Linked DNA regions of Hordeum vulgare: region 2 is linked to region 1. The links are chromatin contacts, called in public Hi-C maps. All regions are on one chromosome and are shown on one strand. Each heading gives the region's core, a stretch centred on a gene start, on an enhancer-like site or on the middle of the called end of the contact. The rest is flanking DNA. Distances are from core to core; before and after follow the strand shown. Region 1 holds the start of LOC123434491. Region 2 holds the start of LOC123434543 (tubulin-folding cofactor D).

Region 1 (3,039 bases), core at 315-2,814:
GGCTGCCGAAGGAGTACGCCGGAGGAGCTTGCACGGAAGTGCGTCGCTCCACGGATCGGGAGCGCCTCGATGTCGAGTGGCGCTTCCTGAAGCCATGCTGAATCGTCGGCGATGAAGATGAGCGTGCCAAAACGGATCTCGCCACCCATGAACGAGTCGCAGCTGGAAGACATGATAGAGAGTGAAAATTGCAAACTTGCCGGAAGTCGCTTAGACGCCTGCCCCAAGGTGGGCGTTAACTTTCGTGGGAATAAACCTGACAATAGAGGTGTAGGGTACATATACCCATCACTGCGCGAGTTCTATTAACTCGTTCAGTATGTATAACAGCAGGGGCTGTGAGCGTAACAATGATATTAATGTCCTCATCAATAGCACTCTCGTGACATTATGATTTTTTCCGCTTGATTGCATCTTAGCTTTAATCTATGTATCTTTAGAATTTTGTTTATAGACATGTCAATTATTCCCAAGACTCGTATGATCATCAAGTCAGCGATTGCAACCCAAACGGAAGTCTATTTTGGCCAAAATTTTGGACATTACAGTTGCTACAATTGAAACTCTTACTCCCTCCTTTCTGATTTATAGGGCTCATCTTAAAATTTTTAGATTTTTATTATATTAGGCTTATTTTGAGTCTAATAGAGTTAAAATGCTTTGAATCCCACGCCATATTTAATGCATAGAGTTTAGAGAAAGGAAATGAGTGGCTATGCATGCATCGTTTTCTATATCCATCATGCAAGTCCAATAAGAAGGATGATGCTACATTTATTGCCTCGAAAATTGAATATGTGAGCTGATTTGCTATATACTACATCAGCCGTGTATTGCATGCATGCAATTTTTCTCATTGAGCTGATTTGCTACTCACCACAAAAGTATTGGAAAGGTGAATGGATGTGGATGTTTGGAAAGAGGATTTAATACAGAATTTATTGTTAAGTTTCAATGGGAGATAAGTGCATGGTGATTGGCTTCTTGGACTGTTGAAAATTTTCCTTTCGATCAATCTCCTCACACCTTGGTTGCGCTAACCTTTCTTAGATGCACAATACACCTGGACGGAGCGAGTACAAATTATTCGCCATTTAACATTGGCCTACAATTATATCTCTTAAATCTGGTACTCCATCTTTAAATGTACTTGAACTTATGGCAATCTCACATTTCTTTCTCAAAGTCGTACCTTGTAACCTTTTGAAATTTGATCGGGAGACATTTTACGAACGAACGAACATCCAAACGCGCACAAAACCGCACGGCGTGCCAACAACAAACTGAGCTGCATGTGAGCTATCATGTGCCTTGTCTAAAGAAAAAGGTTCGTGCTAATATAGTATTAGCACCAAATGACAAGGGGAGCAGGAGTGTGGGTTAACCTCGAGGAGACAGGACGGATAGAGCCGATATCCGAGCCGGACCGATCCGCGGAAGCAGGGGCGGACAGTGAGCGAGTGAGCTCCTCCGTGTCGACGTCCCATGGGCATTCTGGTCATTCGGCATTTCGGCCAACGGCATGGATCCTATAAATGGGCACCCACCCCTCCCCAACCCCTCTTTGTCCGGGCCGTTGCTATTGACTCCACGAGAGGTTCCCGTTCCCTGGCGGAGAGAGAGAGAGAGGGAGAGGGAGAGGAAGGAGAGACCGAAGGCCGCCCGTGTTCTTACCCCGTCTCCTCTTCCGCCTTCGGCCTTTACTGGTACGTGCCCTCGCCTCTACCCTCTATCATGCTGTTCTTCTGAGGTTTTCACCTCAGATTTTAGGGGTGTTTCGACGAGGAGGGAGGGGAGGCCGTGAGCGGTTGCTAGGAGGCGTTTGCATGCGGGTTTTGTCGACCCGAATCGCTAATTGGAGTGTAGATTTTGGCGCTGTGGTGCCGCTGTTCGTGATTTTGGTGCGAATTTATCGCGGGTGGTGCGGTAGGTGGGGGTTTCACCGTTTAGATCTGGTAAAATTGTGAACCTGGGAAGGGGCAGGCAGGTGTTTGGTTTACCTGCAGGATTATGAGGGGTAGGTGCTGACTTGTGAATTAGGTTTTGTTTGTACCTGAGAATTTTATATTAAAAAATTTTTTTTTTGGGGGGGGGGGCTTTTTGGATTCGTTTGTAGTTTGAGATGCCAGGTGGACTGTGCTATCCAAATGATTCAGTTAGGTTTGGTGTCGTGGGATTTTACTGGTCGTGGTCTGCCAAAGCGCCAACGGATTCGTATTGAATCCTGTCAGTAATGTTAGAATTCAGAAATCATAGGTGACCGAGATTTATCTGTAGAAATTTGTGGCGTAAGTATTGCAAATCTGTGATAAATCTCGCATGCTAATCTAGTGGCAATTTCGCGAGGTTGTGTCACTTTTAATAGATTTTTCTTGTGTCAGTGCAAAAGTCCGCTCAGATTTACTGTAATTTATTCTATGAACTGGCTCAGTAATAGCAGCAACAACTGTCACCGCGTTGGTCATATGCAAGTGCTTCAAAACAAAATTCTGAAGCAAATTCTTATTCTGGGTTGCAGAAACTCCCATCTCAGAAACCAAGAAAAGGGGGTCTGTGAAGAGGTGTCTTGCGGCAGAACAATGGAGGTACTTGGCAAATCTGTGATTGCTGAGCCCAGCAATGTGATTTTCTTGTCCACTATTCTTAACACAGAAGGGCAAGTCCCCAGTCACAAGTGTGACAAGAGGTGCCAGAATGAGCACATCTTTGGAAACATGTACCGCTGCAAACTGACTGGATTGACACACATCTGTGACAAAAACTGTAACCAGAGGATCCTCTATGACAACCACAACTCGCTCTGCCGAGTGAGTGGGCAGTTGTTCCCGCTCTCGCCACTGGAGCTGCAGGCTGTGAGGGGGATTCGGAGGAAGCATGAAGCTGACAGCCATGAAGGGTGCTCCTTTAAGCGCAGGCGTGGTGCACAGCTTCATCCTTCCCCTTTTGAGAGGTCCTACTCCGCCGTGTCTCCGATACCGAGCCAAGCTGGAGATGGCATGGACCTGAGCTAGAGCTAACGAGACTTCCATCTTTTCTTTT
Region 2 (2,946 bases), core at 64-2,563, 580 kb before region 1:
GCTATAAGCTGAAAAAGATAACCTGCTGAAGGCCTTCAGCATGTCTGGACGAGTCAACAGCCTTGCAAGCAGCAACCCTGACATCCTTCTCATCGGACCAGAGTTGGAGAGATAATCCTTACAGATGTCCAATATCCTTGTCACAAGCGGAACAACCTCAGACCCAGGCACGTCAGCAGTGGCAGCAATGCTCGTGTCAACGGAGGAGATATCGAACGGAATTAATATCAGTATATAAAGCCACAACAGAACGACACACTTCGTCTCCATTTCTCCTGTGCTCTCTTGCCTAAGAGCTGTCGCTGAGCTCATTGTATGGCACTTCTCAAGGAGAGCAACTGCAAGCTCTAGATCAGAAACCTGATGAGGGAAGAATTTGATGACGCTCTTATACCCACAGACTGTAACCAGGGTGTAGATGATAATACACAGAGGCTTGATGATTTCAAGGAGCTCATCTGTGGCAGCACCAAGTTCCATTATCTTTGATCGAACCAAGGACATAAGTGGTGAGATGATGTCTTCTAGGTATGGCTCGAGAAGTTGACCTTCTTCTTGATATTTGTCCATCTATTTCCCAACAAAAACCATGGCATTAATTTGTATCAAGCTTTTAAGCATGAAGGGTTTGGCATAAATTGCACTAGTTCACAGATTGACAAAACCAATCAATTCCCAGTGCAAATTTGATAGCTAGTCCACTAAACAGCTTAAACAGCACCCTACACTATGGAGCGTTCATCGAGTGTTCACTGAAAAAAAAAGGCATTCAAACAAGGGTTTGCCATTTCCCAAGAGCACGGGGCTTGAAAATTTACATGACCTCTTCAGATTTTGTGTGTGCAATTAACAATCAACGCTGAAACAGATTAAGCTCTTCCGTGACCAGACAAGCAGAATCCAGCATTTTCTTACAGGGCTAGGCATTATTCTCGTAGGGATCTATGGTTCAGCGACAGGTAACATCCGGAGAAGGGGTGGGGGAGAGAGCTTACGATGGAGCGGATCCTGTGGACGTCGGCGGGTTCCGCGACGCCGCCAGCGGCGACGATGCGGCGGAGGATGGCGGAGACCAGCTCCCATTCCTGGAGAAAGTACCGCCGCAGGACGACCTCCTTGGAGTCGTGCACGTCGTCGCAGACAGCGGCGGCGGCAGTAGGACCACTCGAGGCATCCCCAGCGCCAGTGCCTGCGGACTGGTCAGGTGTGACAGGCATGGAGACAGTCTCTGTGGGAATGGCGGCGGCGGAGTGGACAGGTGGCTGCGACTTGCGAGTGTGCCGGAGACTGCGCCGTCGTGTTTGTGCGTGTCTCTGATCGCCTGACGCTTAATAGCACCACAGGCGTATTCCCTTTCTTTACGCATCTGTGACTAGGAGGCGTATTTTCTGTCTACAAGACTCTCGCACGCAGGAAGGCGCCTCCTGCCTGGACAGACCTCTCCTTCCTTCCCCGCGAGCACCGTCGCCGTCGTCGTCCATCCCGATGCAGCAGCGGCGCGGCCGGCCGTCCGGCACGGATGGCTCCGACTTCTCCTACCGCATGGTCGTCGACTCCCGTAAGCATCCAGCGCACCAAAACCCCAAACCCGAGCTACCTTCTTGTTCGCTTCGGCAGGCCTAATCCAGCCCCAAAACATCCGCGATTCTCGCGCGCCATTGCAGGGTACCAGAGGGTCGCCGACGGCAGATCCCGCCTCGCCCGGCTCATCCTCGTGCAGGTACGGACCGGCGCGCTGGCTCACCATTCTTGTCATCGCTGATCTGACAAGTGCTCGTCGTGGTTTGCTTTCTGTAGATGCTGCACCAAGTCGCTGGGGGCGCGTCGCTGCTGCTGTCGCTGTCGAAGGGGGCGGAGATAAACAAGTTCGCCGTGCTGTCCGTGGCCGCCGGGCTGCTGGCCATTCTGTTGGGGGAATTTGGTGATGAGTCCATTACAACTGTTCTGAGCTTTTGTTTCCAGATTCCCTGTCTTCTGACCAGAACATTGGATCTCAATCTGGTCTTAGTAGCAAAATCGCCATGAGATCCTACAAGCCTTTACTAGTTTCAGTAGATGAAATGACTGCATAGTTCAGTGGAAGTCTGAAAAACTATATAAATTGGTATTACTGAGCTAAAATGGGGAGCTTAAAACTATGAGTTGAAATTATATAATTGGTGTCACTGAGCTAAAAAGTCTATAGACAATCCAGAGAAAGCATTGCCAAGTCGCCGACGATGGTCACAGGTCACTCCTTGTGTGGGACTAGCGAAACTAGGAGACTTCAGTACTTCGATTATTCTCGTGGTTATCTTAACTCATGAGCTTCGTTAGAGCCTTCATGTTGTATATTGATTGGCATCCATAGCACGAAACCTTTCCTAGTAAGTTGTAGATAGTACTACTCCCACAGTTCCACTTGAGCGCTTCAAAAACAATCATGTTAGGATAAACAAGTATGACTGTTTACAGCACACGTTATTATGGGCCTTCCATACTGACAAGCAAATTGCAGCACTGTATGAGCTTCTGATCCTTGCCCCAACCGTCTCTCGACATATTGGATAAATGATCAAGGGGTTGTAGGTATCCAAAGTTTGAGGCAGCGTGGTGCTGTGCATATAGCTCCCGCTTGCGCAGGGTCCGAGTCTGACCACTTTGGGTCTTTTGTACGCAGTCTTTCCCTGCATTTCTGCAAGAGGCTGTTTCCAGGACTCGAACCCGTGACCTCATGGTCACAAGGCAAGGGGCAGCTCGGTGCATATAGCTCCCGCTTGCGCAGGGTCTGGGGAAGGGTCCAACCACTTTTGGTCTTTTGCACGCAGCCTTTCCCTGCATTTCTGCAAGAGGCTGTTTCCAGGGCTCGAACCTGTGACCTCATGGTCACAAGGCAGGGGGCAGCCCGGTGCATATAGCTCCCGCTTGCGCAGGGTCCGGGGAAGGGTCCAACCACTTTGGGTCTTT

Evidence for each region. A called contact is a pair of places that touch in the nucleus more often than the background predicts.
Region 2: a Hi-C map of seedling shows a contact between it and region 1, with 6 times the contacts expected there. The contact joins the promoter of LOC123434543 here to the promoter of LOC123434491 in region 1. A contact is called at or near these places in 5 of 6 Hi-C or Micro-C datasets (leaf and seedling) and 1 of 1 datasets of contacts at active chromatin or transcription factors (embryo).

Annotation. Positions count from the first base shown.
Region 1 is chr1H:333,667,608-333,670,646 of MorexV3_pseudomolecules_assembly, reverse strand. It overlaps LOC123434491, which reads left to right and starts at 1,564. Exons shown (of 2, transcript XM_045115515.1): 1 at 1,564-1,706; 2 at 2,519-3,039. The coding sequence starts at 2,580. The coding sequence ends at 3,011.
Region 2 is chr1H:334,250,053-334,252,998 of MorexV3_pseudomolecules_assembly, reverse strand. It overlaps LOC123434543 (tubulin-folding cofactor D), which reads right to left and starts at 1,313. Exons shown (of 17, transcript XM_045115518.1): 1 at 996-1,313; 2 at 23-570. The coding sequence starts at 1,217. It overlaps LOC123434575, which reads left to right and starts at 1,404. Exons shown (of 6, transcript XM_045115520.1): 1 at 1,404-1,558; 2 at 1,665-1,720; 3 at 1,798-1,921. The coding sequence starts at 1,486.